Linked DNA regions of Danio rerio: region 1 is linked to region 2. The links are chromatin contacts, called in public Hi-C maps. All regions are on one chromosome and are shown on one strand. Each heading gives the region's core, a stretch centred on a gene start, on an enhancer-like site or on the middle of the called end of the contact. The rest is flanking DNA. Distances are from core to core; before and after follow the strand shown. Region 1 holds the start of ushbp1 (Usher syndrome 1C binding protein 1). Region 2 holds the start of rps15 (ribosomal protein S15).

Evidence for each region. Hi-C and Micro-C count contacts between places; a contact is called where the count stands out from the background.
Region 1: a Hi-C map of hematopoietic stem cells shows a contact between it and region 2, with 4 times the contacts expected there. The contact joins the promoter of ushbp1 here to the promoter of rps15 in region 2. A contact is called at or near these places in 2 of 18 Hi-C or Micro-C datasets (caudal fin and hematopoietic stem cells).

The regions. Positions count from the first base shown.
Region 1 is chr11:6,199,841-6,206,930 of GRCz12tu, reverse strand. It overlaps ushbp1 (Usher syndrome 1C binding protein 1), which reads right to left and starts at 2,977. Exons shown (of 15, transcript XM_073916276.1): 1 at 2,831-2,977; 2 at 517-635. The region is part of intron 1 of LOC141376513; the gene reads right to left.
Region 2 is chr11:6,049,182-6,055,613 of GRCz12tu, reverse strand. It overlaps rps15 (ribosomal protein S15), which reads right to left and starts at 1,785. Exons shown (of 4, transcript NM_001001819.2): 1 at 1,762-1,785; 2 at 1,304-1,389. The coding sequence starts at 1,764. It overlaps dazap1 (DAZ associated protein 1), which reads right to left. Exons shown (of 12, transcript NM_001173504.1): 12 at 4,886-5,683. The coding sequence ends at 5,511.

The DNA.
Region 1 (7,090 bases), core at 1,728-4,227, 150 kb before region 2:
AACACAGAATCAATTCACTAGCACAGAACGAGGGAGAAGGGGAGACTAAATAGTTACAATAATCAGGGAGAACAGGTGAGAGGAATGGGGACGGGAAAACAAGCAAATTGATAACAGGTGAAACAGCATACAAATGATAATACACAAGAGGGAGACAAAGTAGTCACAAAAAAACCCCGACACTCGCACAAGCTTTTTCAACTCTGCCCATGAATTTTCCATAGGATTGAGATCAGGGCTTTGTGATGGCCACTCCAAAACATTCGCTCTGTTGTCCTTAAAGCACATTTGAACTAATTTGGCAGTATGCTTAGGGTCATGATCTGTTTGGAAGACCCATTTGTGGCCAAGTTGTAATTTTCTGGCTGATGTCTTGAGATGTTGCTTCAGTATTTCTACATAATGTTCTTTCTTCATGATGCCATGGAACATGTTTCGAGCATCTCGTTGAATCTATGCTACGACATATAGAAGTGGTGGTCAGTGACTGATGAAGTTGTTTGAGACAGGTTTTACCGTGGTATTTGTAGGGAGTCCATCTTTCTGTTGAGGTCAGAGATGATCTGCAGTAAAGTGTTGACCTCCGTCTCACACTGTGCCAGTTCAGAGTCCACTGACACCAAACTGTCCGATCTCTGCTGGCAAAACCTTCAGGTTAGATTAGACTACACAAGAATGGTCATGCGATACAGGTGGATTGAATTAACTAAATTGTCCGTAGTGTATGTGTGAATGAGTGTGTATGGATGTTTCCCAGTGCTGGGTCGCAGCTGGAAAGGCATCCAATGAGTAAAACATATGCTGGATAAGTTGATGTTATTCTGCTGTGGCAACCTCTGATTAATAAGTGAAGTTTATGTATAAACAAATTTCGAGAGGATCACGTGCTTATGATTGCTAGCAGCTGACCCGCATTATCTAATTCATTACGATCCAATCAGATGACTCCTAAACTACTATAAATACCCTGGGGTTTATTCCATTGCTATCTTCGTTTTGAAGAGTCCCCCCTTCCTCCCCTACTCCTCCTTCTTAGACGGGTGACACGGTGGCCCAGTGCCTAGCACTGTCGCCTCACAGCAAGAATGTCTCTGGTTCCTGGCTTTACCAAAACTAGCAGACATTTCTGTGTGGAGTTTGCACTTCTCCCCGTGCTCACGTGGGTTTCCCCCGGGTTCCCCGGTTTCCTCCCACCGCCTAAAAACATGCAATTAAGTCAATTGAACAATCCAAATTGTCAACATAGACACACTTCTAGTTAGTAATTAATTTCAAGAGCATTCACTTGCTACAGCAGGGGAGTTCTCGAGATCTACCTGAGCTCAAACTCCCCTCCCGCCTTGCAACGGGAGGAAGCCCTGGGCTCGAGGATCTCATGAGCTCAGGGCTCTCTCCCGGGACAGCATGCCAAACAAGCTTTTATAATTAATCATCAGCTAAGTGTGAACTCTTGAAAGAGACTAAGTTGAAGGAAAATGGAAAAATTAATAAATTTCTCCTGGAGGGTTTGGTGTGCAGGTACTTTTAAGGAAAATTGAATGTATGCAGTTACCTGAATTTAATATGCTTTCTATATATATATATATATATATGCATGCAAGTATGCAATGACTATTCAGCATTTACAAGTTTAGTTCATTTTGACTGACATGACATAAGCAAATGATAAAGTTATAAATAGCAGGGAGTTCTATGAAAGCAATTGATGCATGTCCAAAAGCATCTGCAATTTGTTGGAAGGAATGAGAAACTGCTACTAGGATGTGCACAAATGACTAATCGTTGTGAGAAATGTATTAACTGTTGTGCAAATGTAAATAGTGTAGTGAGAAGTGCACCAAAGCAACTGAGAAAAACTGTAATAAAGGGACTAAGCCGAAGGAAAATGAATGTAAAAGCATATTTATAAAATCAATCTGATGCACTAATGTAGGAGATTTGATTTGTAACTCATCTAATTTTTCACTGCACATCAAAACAAACTGCCATACAGAACAATATGGATGTTGTTTTCTACATCAGCCTTTTGTTTCGAGCGGAGGAAAAGGAGGAAACAGACACATCCTGTAACTGCACTTCCTGCCTCTGTTGCTGTATGCAGCTCGGTGTAAGAAATCAAACTGCTGCTGTTGTACGCCGCTGTAAATATCATATGCTTGTCAGTGACGTCCCTTTTGTTGCAGAACTATCTGTCAACAATTGTTGGGGTTTCACAAATGACATTTCGCAATTAAAACCGTCTTGCTTTCTGTTAAAATTTGTACACGACCACTGAAAAAATGCTATTTTTATCAGAAATATGAAGTCGCACTCAATTTGTGTGGTTGAAATATCAAACCCAGAACATTCTGGATTGTAAAAATGCTGGGATCCACACAAGTCCTTCATGTTGACCCAACACAAACTGATTATAAGTTGAATGAATTGTTTTTACTAATTAAAGTGGATTAAACAAAAAACTATTAAGATGTCACAAACAAAACTTCAAGAATCGTGTTGATTCAGTTCATAAATGAAAGTAGCTTGAGCTAGCAGGAATGGTAACACTTTATTTTGATGGTCCATTTGAGTATTAGTAGACTGTCTGCTTAATATCTGTTGATACTGCTGCTCCAACAGACATTTAACTGCTTTAAAAGTATACTTACAATAACCCTAACCCCAACAGTCTACTTATAATCGAATGAGAATTAGTTGGCATGTAGCTGCAATGTAACTTAAATTCAACAAGCTGACCATCAAAGTAAAGTGTGACCGCAGGAAATGAGTGTACTTCACGATTTACAGAGCTACAATAAGGATCAGCATGTACGCAGCATCAGTCACTCACCTCAGTCATTTGTCTGCTTTGGTTTCAGGTGCTGTCCTCAGATAATGTCCTCCTCAGCAGCGGATAAATAATTATTAAAGCGCTTTAAACTGTGTTCAGTGTGACCCGGTGACAGGCAGCAGAGAGTTTGTGTGTCTCTGGCTTTCTGAGCTTCAGCACATCAACATTCAACCTGCTCTCTGCTAAACTCGTCGCCTCCACCCACTGGGTTTTACCTCTTTCCTGTTTGGTTTGTTTTTAGATTATTTGACGCATTTATTTGGTAACACTTTACAATAACAGTGCATGAATAATGATGCATCTTTACTAATAATATAAGCTGATGAAGGCATGCACTGATCATGAACTAAATTTAACCACACACGTTCCTGTGTGAATAATGTCTACCTTGATTATTAACTTGAAGTAATGACCTGTTCATGTACAGTTAAAGTTATTAGCCCTCCTGTATATTTTTCCCCCATTTTCTGTTTAGCGTAGAGAAGGTTTTTCTAAACATAATAGTTTTGTTAGGTAGTTTCTAATAACTGATTTGTTTTATCTTTGTCATGGTGAGCGGTAAATAATAATTTACTAGACATTGTTCAAGATATTAGTATTCATCTTTAAAGACTTAACTAGATCAAATAGGCAAGATATTAGGCAAGTCATTGTATAACAATGATTTGTTCTGTAGACAATCGAAAAATATTGCTTATGGGGCTAATAATATTCACCGTAAAATGTTTTTAGAAATACTTAAAACTGCTTTAATTCTAGCCAAAATAAAGCTATATTTTTTTCGATAGTCTACAGAACAAACCACTGTTATACAATAACTTGCCTAATTACCCTAATTAATCTATTTAAGCATTTAAATGTCACATTAAGCTGTATAGAAGTGTCCTGAAAAATATCTAGTCAAATATTATTTACTGTCATCATGGCAAACATAAAAAATTCAGTTATTAGAAATGAGTTATTAAAATGTTGATAAACATGTTGAAAAAAAAAATCTGCTCTCCGTTAAGCAGAAATAGGGGGGAAAATAAACAGGGGGCTAATAATTCTGACTTTAACATATTATTCCAAAATACTATGGAAACAGGTAAAGAAAGCCGAAATCTATTATTAAATAAGTGAATATGTTCGTTTGACATAGAACTGAGAAGAGTTTGGTCAACTAAAAGGTGTGTGGTGTAAAAAATAAACGAATCTAAAGAACCTTTAGGGCCAGATTTGACTAGAGGTATAACACAATCAGGGATTGTACCAAAAACAATGGCATATTATTTGGGGGGAACTAAAAAGAAAACTAATGCATAAAGTTTTCATATGAGAAAGGGACACCACAGTTATCTAAGACATACGTGCCAACACTCCCGTTTTTCTCGGGAGTCTCCCGTATTGTTCTGTCTTCCGGAAAACTCCGGAATTCCCGAGACCAAAATATTAAAGCCTATTTAGTGGTATTGTTTTTTTTTTTTTTACCACAGATAGTTGACGATTTTTTTCACGCATCACCCTATTGGCTGGTTGACGATTTGTTTCAGTGTGACGTGGTGAAACAATTCATCATCAAAAGTGTATTAAATAAATTAATTATCAACCATACAACATCCATGTTCAAAACAAACACTTATAATAGCATCTATAATGCATGAGAGTTTTATTTGTATTTTTATCACGGATTGTTGACGAATTGTTTCACGCATCACCCCATTGGCTGGTCGACGATTTGTTTCAGTGACGCGGTGAAACAATTCATCATTAAATGTTTATAGACGCACTTATAATAACCATGTAATTTATTGCAGTCATTAAAATGTGATCTGAAGGGTGATTGTGAAGGGCGTTATTCATGAAAGTGAATATTTTTCATGTAGCCTGTAAAATACTACATTTATTTGATCTAAAATATAATGAAGCAGTATTGTGATTTGCGATTAACGCAATACTTTTGTACGTATTCGTTTTAAATAGTCTATTATATATTAATTTATGCTGAAAAGCATTTAAGCCACTGTTATGAAAGAGCTGGGGAAACTTATTACGCCACTAGATGGAGACAAGAGACTGCTGTTTGAGTTTTACTAATAACATTTAATACAGATAAACATCAAAACTGCATTTGTTGGACCAAAAATACACTAAAACATTATTGTAATATGTATATTGTAAAATGTTATAACAAATTAACTAACTTATTTATTTGAAAAAAGAACTAGAAATCTATTTCTCATTTTAAAAAGTCATGAATTCACTTTGATGGAGTTTTTTCTGAGTTAATAATGCACACAACACAGAAAGATGTACACAGCAATGATAGCTGTATTAAATTAAAAAAAGTATGAGTGTAAAATGCAACAATTTACTAATTTATTTTATTACATACAACCTAAAGCAATTATTTATTAACTTTCATATTAAAAACTCAATTCACTGTGATGGTCTTTTAATGTTTTAAATAATAATGACATATACACAACACACAGAAAGGTATACAGTAAGGATGTGTTTATTGAATAAAAAAACAGTAGAAAGCAGTGATATTGTGAAACGTTCTTACAACTTAACTGCTGTTTTCATATATTTTTGGACCCGAATCTTATTATTCAGCATCATGACTTGCATCCGGAAATCATTCAAAAATGCTTGTATGGTGCTGGAAAAAACATAATAAATGCTGAAATCATTTAAGCTAGCTATTTTTGTAAAAACATTTCTCCTAGAAGTCTTTGATGAATAAAGAAATTAAAAGATACCCATCCTGTCACCTTCATTTGAGAAAAAAAAAAAAAAACTACAATTGTACTGGTTTTGAACATTTTTCAAACTATCTTCTTTTGTGTTTAAATGAGAATATCACAGTATCAGAACCACTTATATGGACAGTTCACCCAAAAATTAATATTCTGTCATTTTTATTCGAAAAACAAATTGAAAAAAGGTCTGAAACCGGTGACCATTGACTACCATAGTATTTTCTTCCCTATTACAAATATACTGGTTTTAAACATTTTTCAAAATATCTTCTTTTGTGTTCAAATGAAAATAGCACAGCATTTGAACCACTTAATGCGACAGTTGACCCAAAACCCATTGACTTCCATAGTATTTGTTCCCTACTATGATTGTACTGGTTTTGGACATTTTTCTAAATATCTTCTTTTGTGTTTAAATGGTAATAACACAGCATTTGAACCACATAAATGGACAAATGATCCAAAAATGAATATTCTGTCATCTTTATCTGAAAAAAATTTGAAAAAAGGTTTGAAACCGGTAACCATTGACTCCCAAAGCATTTTCTTTCCCACAACAATTGTACTGGTTTTTAACATTTTTCAAACTATCTTTTGTGTTTAAATGTGAAAAACGGTGTCAGAACCACTTAAAGGGATTGTTGACCTAAAAATGAAAATTCTGTCATTTTTATTTAAAAAAAAAAATTTAAAAAAGGTTTGAAACCGGTAACCATTAACTTAGTATGGTATAGTATTTTCTTCCATACTAAGAAATGTACTGGTTTTGAAAATTTTCCAAAATATCTTCTTTTGTGTACAAATGAAAATAACAGTATTTAAACCACTTAAAGAGACAGTTCAGCCAAAAATGAAATGTCTGTCATCTTTATTTGAAAAGAAACTGAAAGGTTTGAAACCGGTGACCATTGACTACCATAGTATTTTCTTCCCCACTATGAATGTACCGATTTTGAACATTTGTCAAAATATCTTTTATTGTGTGTGTTTAAATGAGAAAAACACAGTACTTGAACCACCTAAATGGACAGTTGACCCAAAAATGAATATTCTGTGATCATTCACACACTCTCCACATGTTTTAAATGTGTTTGAGTTTCCTTGTTCTGTTGAACACAAACATCACTGGACAAACTAGCATCCACTGACTTTCATAGTAATAACAACCCTTCACAGTATTACTGCTTTATTTTTAAATTAAATAAATGCATCCTTCCTGTGTAGCTTTCTGTGTGGAATTTCATTCCTCCATAGATATCAATTGCTACCCATGTCCAGCATTCTTCATAACATTTTCTTTCGTGCTTAACTACAAAAAAGAAACTCAAGCTGGGTTAACGGTGGAGTAAATGATGAGTAAACTTTCATTTTTTGATAGAAATACCCCTCTTTTAAGCTATGCAGATAAAAGAGTGTATAAGTAAGATATAGTTGAGAAATATTCATCATTACGACTCATTTCGGTGCAACTAAACCTCATTTAAAGCATTAAAAATACGCTACGCTACGCCTGAGA
Region 2 (6,432 bases), core at 536-3,035:
CTTTAGGGGTTTCTTATACTCCATTTAAAAAGAAAATGTAGATATTTTTAAAAATGTTGGACACTGGTATCCAATGTTCGCCAGTGGCAAAAAGTTTCTAAGGGTGCTTTCACGTCTGTAGTTGGGTTCCTTTGGTCTGGACGCAGGGCAAAAATTGATACACTGTAGCATTTTCTTCTGTTTTTGGGTTATTTGTACACCACACTGATTGCTTTGGTCCGAATCAGTAGAAAAGAACCAAAATTGAGTCATCTGATAAAATCCACATCACTCATTGCCAGATATTATTGAACACATTTCCTAAACTGCTTTTCGATTGGTCAGAATTCACGTGCGGGATAATGCCAATGCCGCAGTTAACAAACTGGTGAACACAACATGTCGCTTTTGACTATATGGAGCTACGACTGCGCTGACTGATTGTATCCCTGCTTATAGTATACTATATAGTTTGAATACATCACTATGGACAGACTATACATTTCGAAAATGAAATGCGGCTGGAAAATGTTTTAATGCATTGCAAACGGCAAAGACGCATCGCACGTCACTTCAGGAGGAGGCGTGAATTAATTTAGCTAAACTGCAACATGGTCATCTTCCGGAAATATTACCAACGATCCATCAGGTAATGGTTTTCCCTCTCTCTCTCTCTCGATAAAGCGCTGTCAACAAATATTTTCCTACACATTCCATGATGCACAGCACATCGGCCTACGGCAGCTGGATTAGTCCAAAAAGGCGCAGTACTTTTTGCGGTTGGGTCAGTTTAAATTCGGATCATAATTCACCACAAACGAGGTCTGTTTGAAAGTGCACCGAGACCACCTCTTTCAGGAGATCTTGGTATGCTTTTGGTGCTTACTACAGTACGATTGCTACACTGACACCTGCCCAAACGAGCCACACCGAGAGGGAAAATGAACTCTAGTGCCATTTAATCGAACTACATGAGGCAGGTGTGAAAACACTCGAACACTCTTTAAAACAAGCTCAAAACTTTGGAATAAATTTGAAGGTGAACAAATTATGAAAGGAATACTTTTCACATTTTGCAGCAGTTAGTTAATCAGCAGGACGATAATTTTACATGTCTAACGTTACATGGCTTGGCAATACCTTAAGATATGATCGCTAAACATCTAGGAATGAAATGTCCCACGATATGACCTATTGCGCATGCGTCGAACAAGTATACTTTGAAATGCATCACATCAGACTATGATAGTTAAAAAAAAAAGTTTACATAAAGCTTTGTCTTTACTAACTGTGTGGAGCGAAAATGTTTTTAATTTTTACTTACTAGGACATGTCCAGCAGCTGGTCCAGGTCCACACCTCTGTAGGTGAATTTCCTGAAGGTACGCTTCTTCTTCTGCTCAGTGTCCGCCTGCGGGAAACACAACCACTGTTAGCCGCTGCTGGGAGACATTACCGCGACTCTCTCCGTGACTTCAATAACAAATAAACGACTAAATACGTTAAAACGCGGTGCTTCATAACGCCACTCAAAAATAACGTATTAAAAATTCCCGTGGATCCATCATGCCGGACTGAGAAATGCAGCGCAAGACTGAAGCTGCTAATCAGACGAACATCTACCTAATCTTTCATCCCAAACACTTAAATAGTGGCCTGGTAACATTCACTAAATCTTAAACACATCTCACTCGTGTTTAATGTTCTGATTCGCATTGTATATACGACAGATTGCTTTGGATTAATGTGATGTAGCTATTCAGAAATAAAGACATGAACCTACCATCTTCAGAGACTACCGGAAAAGGAAGAAAGCAGGAGAGGCGCTGTAATATCGCGAGAGTTCCGTCATTCTTCATGACGACTTTGGAAAGCCGCCATCTTGCGGAGAGGAGGAGGAAGTAAGTTTTTCACGTAAAAACAGAATATAAACAATGTATATAATTGAGCCTGACAATATGCCCAGAAAAGACGTAATAAGTGGATCAAATGTGACCACATGTAGCCTATTTGCTACAGCAATTTTGTCTAAAGTAGACCTAAATGCTGCCCTTTTGAATAATAAAACAAATACCACAGATGATGTTGCAGATGTGTTGCAGCACAAGAATTTTCTTTAAAACGCAATAAAATATATTTTATTTAAAAATGTTTGCATTAAATGAATCGGTCAATAATAGTAGCTTCAGTAAAGTTCCTAGTCTTTGGCTTTGGTGAGTTCAAGGCTTTAAAAATTTCACTGAGCCCAGACGTTTGACCAGCACGCACGCACGCACACATAGATATGTATGTATGTATGTATATATATATATATATATATATATATATATATATATATATATATATATATATATAGATATAGATATAGATAGATAGATAGATAGATAGATAGATAGATAGATAGATAGATAGATAGATAGATAGATAGATAGATAAATATTATAATACATTTGCGAAAATAAATTGATACATCAGGTGGAAATATTAAATATAATTTTAATAAACAGATAAAAGAGAAACATAAATAGTAAAACATTGTTTTGTTTTGTTTTTTGCAATGACCTATTTGAATTTAAATGTAGGCCTATTATCTTTCTATTTCTAAAGTTGTTCGGTGACCAAACATTATAAATGTTGTAATTGTTTAATAAATCTGTTTAGTTCAAATGCACAAAATTCCCCATATACCCATTACCCAACAATGGACAAAAATGCTCATTTTCAAAAGGGGTTGGACTCGTTTATGCATTTATGTATATACAGCCCATTTTGAAAATGCATATTTTTGCCCATTTCTCACTGATTATGTGTAATATATATAGGTGCATTTAAACAAAACGGATTTATTAAACAAGATATAATTTATAAAATAATATTTTCGTCACAGAACATCTTTAGAAATGGAAAGAAAATACACTTAAATTCATGAAAATAATTTGCCCAAAAAAATGATGAGAGAGAGATTATTTCTGGTTTATAAGCTACCAAAAATATATTTATTAAATTCTAAATTATAATTTGTCTTTATGTGATATATATATATATATATATATATATATATATATATATATATATATATATATATATATATATATATATATATATATTTATTTATTTATTTATTTATTTACCCCATATTGAAGCAACATAGAGCATTTGCACTTTTAAGACTTTACCACCACTTGGTGAAGACAAAAATCCTTGAGAAATCTCTTATTTTAAAACCTAAAAAAAAAAATAGACATTGACAACAATTAAAATAAAAATGTTATAGACATAAGTACCCTGCCCCTAATGTTCAACTGTTACAAGCATTATTAAACATGGACACTGCCTACCTTTTCCCACTCACAACTAAACAATTCTTAGATTTTATATATTCCGGCTCTTAAAAAAGTCAATAGATTCATTTGTGTAAATGTGAAAGCAATGAACTTTATGCACAGCAAACGTTTTTAAGCCAACAACAAACTTCCGGCGAAAGCTGGTCTATTTTCAGTTTCATAAGGTTCCCTTTACTACATCGATGTTGTGATGTAATAAAAATTAAATAGACTAAAGCATTCATTTGGTGGTTAAAGCGTAAAAAGAGAAGAAAGACGAGCACAAAAACTCTGGGGTAAAATAGATGTCCATATTTTAAAGGCATGGTGTGGTAAAATATAGTTTAATGCAGTGCTTCTTGTTTGGTCTGAGGCCCACTTCATATCGTATCTCAGCCAGGCAGTGATGATTGCTGTCGTTTAAAGAAATCGCATCTTAAACGCAGCGATTTTGAATGGGATGACGATAACAGGAAGCCCTGGGGCTGGCTGGCTGAAGTTAAAAGTGTGTCCATGTCTGCAGGCCAAGCGTGTTATTGCATTAAAATGGAAAGAGACTCAAAGGCCCTCTTCTAATCAATGGATCAAGGAAATGTCCTGTAATCTTGCTCTGGAAAAACTAACGTACATTATCAAACGGAAGTTAAAAGACTTTTATTGCATCTGGAACCCCTTTCTACACTTTTGCAACCAAGTGGACCTGACAGCAGAATAGAAGTTAATTGTCCAAAAGGTTTGTGGTGATTTTTCTTTAAGCTATCGTCATGTTATTTTGGGGCTATATATTAAAGGAAAAGAATTCCTTAATGCAACTTTTTGCATAAACCTCATTTTATTTATTGGAAAGTTTTTTATACACAAATGCAAATATACTCATGGTAAGCCTAATTTTCTATTTTTTAAACGAGAACTAGCTCTTTATTTAAAAAAACATCATAGACTCTCACAATAAGAAAGCTATTAAAACTTCTAAAATATGTGCTTTATTTAATATTCTGCAATAATTTATCTTTATGTGCCCTTAATTATTTATTTTTCTTCTTCTTTTCTCTCTCTTGTTCCCTTTAATTTCTTTTACATTTATTAATTTGTTCTAAATTTGTTACAATCCACTTTTTTCAAAAAGTAATATTTCTATTGATTGTACTATACTTCTTTCAGTTTTGTATCGGTATTTGTTGTAATGTATTGTTATTATTGCAATAAAAAAAATAAAAAAAGAATAGAAGTTAAATAAAACATCAAGGTCAAACAGTGAACTACTTTTGATGTTGTGTGCAAAGAAATATACTCTATATTGACTCTTTTTATTTTTATTTATTTAGAATTTTTTTATTTTTATGTATTCATTTATTTTTATTTTTTATATTTATTTATTTTTCTTACTGTTGTTATTTATTTATTTATTTATTTATTTATTGAAGTTTAGTATGTTATCCTGGAGTTGTTTTGTTGTAATGTGATGTTCAGATGTTTAAATGTTTTGTTTTAATGTTGTGAAAAACCCAATAAAAATTTTTTTTTTTAAAAGTGTGTGCATATACCCCATTGTACCGTGAACTCAATAAACTGTCACAACATAGCTTCTTTAAATCATTTATTTCAAATAAACTCTCATTTTTGTGTGTGTTTTTTTAAACTTTCTTTTTTTGCATAAGTGCAAAGTGCACCAACAGCCACCTGAGGAAATTCTACATCCTTAAATAAAAAAACGAGAAAAGCGCACATATATTAGTACAAAATTCTTTAAAAAATTGCACAGTTTAGGTGTATAATACACATTTGTACTCTATTTCAAACTTAAATAAAACGGTAAAAGGCTCGTAGAGTAAACAAAATCCACAAAATTCCAAATAAAAACATTTCCCCGCTAATATAATAATTAAAGCTGAATAATTGGGAGACCCTGTCGCTGACGTCTGGTGCGTCTGTTCTGTGCTGATGTTTGACCAGACAATCCAAATCTATTGCTAAATACTTCAGTAGTTCAGTTCTACTACAAAATATAGAAGAGTACGGTGGTCTCCTATTGTCGGAGTAGAGCCCCTGTTTACAATTTACACACAATAAAACCCCTTTTTTTATTTGCTCTTTGCGATCTTCAGAAAGACAATCCCAATATCCAGTTCAGCTTGTGCTGGAAACGTCTGTATCCCTGACGATGTTTATTGCATTGGGGAGGGAGGGAGGGTTGGTGTGGGACAGCAGCTCAGCGCCGGTAGGGGTGGAAGCCCTGTACATTGTGGTTCTGTCCCCGTCCGAAGCTGCTGGCGGCCGCTGGAGCTCCTGACGAGGGCGCGGAGGGGGCTGCGGCGTATGAGGCAGTAGGCTGGCTGGGGTCTGCAAAGCTATGACCAAAAGCACTCAGGTCCTGCCCATAACCTGTCTCAACAGACATCAAAACAAGGGATGGGATATTAAACACCAGTAAACCAGTGCAGACGTGTGACTAGGCTTTCTGCGCATCTCGTAACCCCCCTCAGCAGTTTGTGCTACACTTAAAACATTATATTTGCTGCTCGTTCAAACTTCACTGTAAAACATAACTAAAAATACAGTTGTAGTCAGAATTATTAGCCCCCCTTTCAAATTATTTTTCTTTTTTAAATATTTCCCAAATGATGTTGAACAGAGCAAAGACATTTTCACAGTATGTCTGATAATATTTTTTCTTTTGGCTAGAATAAAAGCACTTTTTAATTTTTTTCAAAAAACATTTAAGGTAACAATTATTAGCCCCTTTAAGCTATATTTGTTTTCGATAGTCTACAGAACAAACTATCGTTATACATGAACATGTCTAATTACCCTAACCTGCCTAGTTAACCTAATGGGGTATATGCCGAAGCATGCTAATAGGACTTTTAATTTGCCAGTAACCTGGGTTAAGCGCTTCCTGCGAATCGAATGCCAATGCAAAATCCGGTGCGTTTAAGGTCTGTTTTCTTTAAAAATCAGCGATCTCCACTAGCTGAGTGATATCCCATTTAAAGTGGGTCTCAGATTGTACAAGAAGCACTGCATTAAATTACATTTCCCCCACCATGTCTTTATAATATGAGCATTTATTTTACCTCAGTATATTTAATGGAGCTTCTGCGTTAGCCTGCCGATTCTGACGGGCGCGTGCG